Linked DNA regions of Zea mays: region 1 is linked to region 2. The links are chromatin contacts, called in public Hi-C maps. All regions are on one chromosome and are shown on one strand. The core of a region is the stretch at or near the end of the contact, and the rest is flanking DNA. Distances in the headings are between cores, read along the strand shown.

What was found. Hi-C and Micro-C count contacts between places; a contact is called where the count stands out from the background.
Region 1: a Hi-C map of endosperm shows a contact between it and region 2, with 2.3 times the contacts expected there. The contact joins the promoter of LOC100502244 here to the enhancer-like site in region 2. A contact is called at or near these places in 4 of 25 Hi-C or Micro-C datasets (ear, endosperm, root tip and 1 more).

Annotation. Positions count from the first base shown.
Region 1 is chr3:117,149,386-117,152,297 of Zm-B73-REFERENCE-NAM-5.0, forward strand. LOC100502244 reads left to right here and starts at 1,532. Exons shown (of 13, transcript XM_008675132.3): 1 at 1,532-1,820; 2 at 2,555-2,807. The coding sequence starts at 2,606.
Region 2 is chr3:116,807,103-116,809,996 of Zm-B73-REFERENCE-NAM-5.0, forward strand. LOC100192607 reads left to right here. Exons shown (of 9, transcript NR_183668.1): 8 at 2,372-2,484. Among protein-coding and RNA genes, the nearest start is that of LOC100192607, 23 kb to the left of the region's middle. Within about 2 kb of position 1,294, at least 1 of the 20 cell types and tissues checked has an H3K27ac peak or open chromatin away from gene starts, as enhancers often do. A contact at or near this core is called in endosperm, where this site is marked.

The DNA.
Region 1 (2,912 bases), core at 282-2,781, 340 kb after region 2:
TCCGGGTCTTAGCCCGAGTCCGAGCCCTGGGGTCGGGCGGAGCGGAGTTCGCCGTCTTCCGGGTCTTAGCCCGAGTCCGAGCCCTGGGGTCAGGCGGAGCGGAGTTTCCTATGGCGCCTTTGGCAAGACCTAACTGCCTGTTAGACTCACTCTGTCGAGTGGCACTGCAGTCGGAGTGGCGCAGGCGGCGCTGTCCTTCTGTCAGACTGGTCAGTAGAGCGGTGGAGTGACGGCGGTCACTTCGGCTCTGCCGGGGGGCGCGTGTCAGGATAAAGGTGTCAGGCCACCTTTGCGTTAAATGCTCCTGCAACCTGGTCAGTCGGCGCGGCGATTTAGTCAGGGTTGCTTCTAAGCGAAGCCAAGGCCTCGGGCGAGCCGGAGGTGTGTCCGCCGTAAAAAGGGGGGCCTCGGGCGAGACGGAAGTCTCTCGAGGTCGGCTGCCCTTGGCCGAGGCTAGGCTCGGGCGAAGCGTGATCGAGTCACTCGTGTGGACTGATCCCTGACTTAATCGTACCCATCAGGCCTTTGCAGCTTTATGCTGATGGGGGTTACCAGCTGAGAATTAGGCGTCTTGAGGGTACCCCTAATTATGGTCCCCGACAGGGATGAAAACGAAAACGGTAATTTTCGGATACCGGAAATCGTTTTCGAAGTTTTATCGGAATTTAGGTCTAAACGGAAACGAAAACGGTTACCGGAAATACGGAAACGGAATCGGTAGAAAAACTCGGAATCGGAAAGAAAAACGGTTTGGATCTCCTCCGACCATTTCCGGAAATTACCGTTTTTACTCGGTATTTTACCGTCGGTAATAAATTCGGTATTTTTCAGAAAAAAATATTAAATATGAATTGATCTTTATAAATTCATAATAAATTCGTCTTAGCTTAGAAAAATATGAAACTAATTTTATTATTTTTATAAAATCAAGATCTATCTAATGGTATATAGTTTGTAATCGTTTGAAACTTTTATAAATCTTATTTATGTTTTCTTACCTGTTATTACTCTTGATACATATATTCATAATTTACACGAGAACTTAAGAAGTACCAAGAGGACACTAATTATATTGACTATACCGAGTAGTAGAAGTACAAATAGAATGTAAGTGACATATCATTATACACATCTTGATTCTACTTTATTTAAATACATAATAATGATTTTATTATTATATGACTTCTTACTTTATTTATTTATTATGACCTCCTACCTTATATACTATTACTAATTTTATATAAATGTATGACTTGCATGAATTTTTGAAGTCAATTGAGGGTACATGTTACAGTTTTTACCGATCGAATTTTTAGATTTCGATCGTAACCGGTCTAATTTTCGTACCGAACTTTCGTTTCCGATGTTTTTGAATTACCGATGTCGTTTTCGTTTCTGAAGTTACCGTTTTCGATCTCGTTTCCGAGAAAAAAAAATGAAAACGAAAATAGTTTTTATGTTTACCGATCGTTTCCGACCGTTTTCACTCCTACGTGGAATATCGCAAGACAAAAGAAACGATAGGCTAGAGACGCAGAAAAGAGCATAGTAGCTAAACCTAAACCCGATCCGATTATTCAACAGGCATCCTCCCCCGACTTCCATTTCGCCACCCCCTACCCGACTCCACTGGGCGCTCGCGCTCGCGCACGCGCACGCGCACGCCGCAGCCCCCCTCCGCAGCCGACGACGACGAGCGGAAGGGAAGAGGGTCAACTCTCGATCTCCGCACGGTCCGTGGGGACGCACGCACGGCGCGCGTGGCGGTCTACCCGGTCGGGGGTCGGATCCTAGCTGAATCGGGGAGATTTGCCGGCCAGGTGAGCATTGCAGCGCGGCTCCTCCCGATCTAGAGGCGGCTCGTTCGTTCTGGTAGGCTGGGTTCCCACGCAAGAACGGGCTCGGCGTGCGCTTGGCTTCGATTGGATTTGATTGGGCTCGTCGGCTCCTGTTTTAGACTCCCTGTCAATTCGTTCGTTCATTCGGTGATGGTTTCGGAGGCAGCTGCAGTATCTAATTCTTGCGCTTTTGGAGAGTAATCCAGCTCCTATTCAAGATTTATTATGTATGGCTTGATTCCGTGGAGGCTTTCAGTTCTTGTGTATGGTTTGATCTTTTGGAGGCTTTCAGTTCTTTTGACGCTAGATTATTTCTTTCGGATAAGGTTATTACTTCTTGAAATCCTCTTGAAACCAGGGAGGTTTTACGGTCAGGAGTTGTGTTACGGGGATTAGAAGGCATTCTTGATATCATGAGACATGAATTCACTCCTTTGGGTGTTACTTTTGCTTCGATGTTGTCTTGAATATGTATGTTTTTTGTCTCGTTGTCTGCAATGCCTGCTTGATAGCATGCATGCTTTTGCGGCCATTAGCCTGAGATGCATGCATCAATGAGTTATGCAGACCAGCTAGTTACCATTTGTTTGTACTGTCTACAAAGCTTATTACTTTCGGGACCTATCTCTGTAGCCTCGCTTCTGGATTTATCTTTTTTGTATCTCTGGTCGTCTAGTGAAGCAGAGACTTACCATTCTAGTTTCTTGAAACTGCAGGAAGGAAAACGACAAGTGAAACGAAGCTGTACGTGTTCAGGTGATCGGATAATGGCTAGTGATCGGATAATGGTTGACACTTTGACCGAGGACAATGGTGGTGATGCTAGATCCTCATCATCTGAAGAGATGCCAAGTGACCAACAGAGTCATCCTGGGGATTCTTTAGCTGAGTGGAGGTCAAGTGAGCAAGTTGAGAATGGAACACCATCCACTTCACCAGCATACTCAGACAATGATGATGATGACTGTGGTATGTTTTTCCAACTCCTCTCACATTTGTCAGTATCTCTTCCTTGCAAATGCTTTTAGCTAGATCCTTTATAGCTCCTTGTCAGGCAAGGGAGGAACAACAGTT
Region 2 (2,894 bases), core at 44-2,543:
GTGAGGACGCTGGGTCCAGCATGATGGACACCATGGTTATTAAAACGACGTTTAAACGTCGTTTAAACTATAAAACACTGATAGAACAGCGAAACGCTTAAACATTTTACACTTCCTCGTAAAACGTCGTTTAACGACGTTTAAACGTCACGTTTTGACGTTTAAACGCTATATATAGTTAAACGCCACGTTTCGAGCGTTTAAGTTGCCTGCTTGTAAAATTTGGCCCAACCCAATTAGGGATCTACACAACTTCAAGGACGCTACTTTCCTAGGAGAGCTCATGGTACTCAAGTGCCAATTCTTGAGGATGATGAAGATGGTCTTGATGTGGGTGATGAGAATGAAGACGATGACAATTTTGTGCTTGACGACCTTGACATGGATGATGAAGAAACAAACAACAATGGTGGCCGTGGTGATGAGCAAGACAAGGATGATGTTGGTTTAGATGATTTGGATGATGGTTATTGAGTGCTTGAGTAACACTTGTGTGCCTGTGGTTGTGGACATTGCATTCTACTTTAGTTGCTTTTGTGCTATGTTTGTGATTGTGGACTATTAGACATCTCATTCCACTTTGTTTGCAGTTGTCGACTTGCTATTAGTTGAACTTGTGTTATTGTGGTAATGTGGTTGTGGACATGTCATTTTGCACAATATTATTATGTGAACTTATGTTGGTTGTTTGGTATTTGACTTTATATAATTGTCTGAAATTATGATATATTGAAATTTCCCTATGTTGTTTAAAACTACGTTTAAACTTTGTTTAAACCGTTTAAAAGTTAAAACTCCACCCATGAGCGTTTCAACGTTTCGTCGTTTCAATAACCATGATGGACACGAGGACCGGGATGTTGTGGAGACCGTCTGCCTGCGCATGAAGGGCGGCGATGTGGTCGGCGTCGAGTCCAGGGCGAAGGGTGCCTCGGGAGTGGGCGGAGGTGTCTCCCGGGCGACCGGAGGATGTCCGAGGAGGAGTCGCTGTGAGGTTGCCATCTGTGCAGTCAGAGCGACGCTCATGGCACACTCTTGCTGCAGGGTGAGGGTTGCAGCGCGCTCGTGGTCGCGGGAAGGCTCCACGACCGCCTGGATAGTGGCGATGGCCGTGACTAGCGCCGACGAGGCCGGCGGGGAGGCAGTGACGTTAGCCCATGTGGTGGTGGCATGAGCGGGGAAACCCGGAGGAGAACCACGGCGCGGTTGGACAACGAGGGTCGCAGCGGGGAGGGGCCCAAGACCGACGATGTAGGGGGTCCCTCCAATGGCGAGCTCGCTGTGGGGACCGAGGCCGCCAGCCACGAGGGCAGCGGTGAGGGCGGTGGTGGCCGCACTGGGCACGCTGCGGGCAGGCGATGCCACAGCGGCGGTGGTCACGTCCACGGCGGCGCGGGCCTGCTGGGCGGCAGCAGCCGCGGCAGCGGCCGGGTGGGCCACGGGCATGGCGGGATCCGCCCGGGAAGGAGAAGGCGGCGCTGCTGCCATTGCTCGCAGTCGACGGCGCTGGGGAAGCAGTGGCCGGTGGCGAAGGGGTGGCGGGCGGCCGTGGTGCAGAGGCTGGCGCGCCGGCGACTAGGAGGTGGAGGGAGGGAGTGGGGGCGGCCGCATGACCAGGGAAGGGCGGCGGCTGGACAGGGGACCCGGCGGTGGGCTGGGGAGGGGAGGGAGAGGCCGGCGGTTGGGGACGCCGGCGGCAGGGGAGGGCGGCCGGTTGTGGGGCACCGGCGGCGGCGGCGGTGGCTGCTGGGCAGCGGCTGGGGTGGTGGGAGAGAGGATTGAAAACTAACCTAGCTTTACACTATGTGGGAAACCCTAAACCCACTCAAGGGGTTGGGTGATTGATATATAGACCGAAACCTTAACAAGTACTCTAACAATCGGACATACCATTCTACAATTTTTTGTTACTGTTTGGTGCATCCTTCAAGAAAGTGCATTAACATTTATCTCTTATTTTATTTGAGTCTAGGCGAGGATTTAGTTTATTTGCAAACACTACAATAACCGAGGGCCTTGTTGGTAAACATTTATAAAATTATGAGACATGTGCTAAAATAGATGTTGTATTTCTTGTTTATTTGAGTCCAGCAGATGATGGAGAAGCAGGCAAATGTAATTGGACGTACCATTCTTTGAGAAAGTATATTAGCGTGTATCTCTTACTTTCTACAGTCACTTTTGTCAAGAATTAAAATCACAATATGTCAATTTCATGAATCATGAATGTATACTCTTTATTTCTTGCTGCATTGTTCCCTGCTGTTGTATGACATCAGTGGGTTTGGCATTAGAAATAATCAGATTGTCATCCTCTTGCTTGCTGATATCAAATTCCCTCGCTAATTTTGTTTTCTTCTGTCATTACAAGACATTTGAGGAGGCAGACACAAAGCATGATGGAAGAATTGACAAGGAAGAGTGGCGCAATCTAGTCATTCGGCATCCTTCTTTGCTGAAGAACATGACTCTTCAGTACCTCAAGTAAGGAACCTTCTTATTTGTGCTTATTGATTGTTAAACTGTCATATTTTATATATTTTTGTCCTTTTTTATGCTTACTCTCAAGAAGTCTAGGTATAATGCTCTTCGCTCTAAAGTAAATTTTATATGGCTCCCTCCGTGGCTAAAATATCATGTTTTTTTTCTCGAACACGCATGAGAGCTGCGTATCATTTCATTAGAAGAAAAAACAGTATATACAAGGACCTAACACACCACTCACGCACACGCAAACAACAAGAGGTACAACCGCCTCCTAGCCGGGGTTGAACACAAAAGCTAGATCCGAAAGACGGGCCAAGCCTTTGGCCCCTGCAAAACACCACATATTGAACTCATCACTAGCTGAGGCAAGCCTTCTATCTATAGAAGGCTAAGCACCATTGAAAACA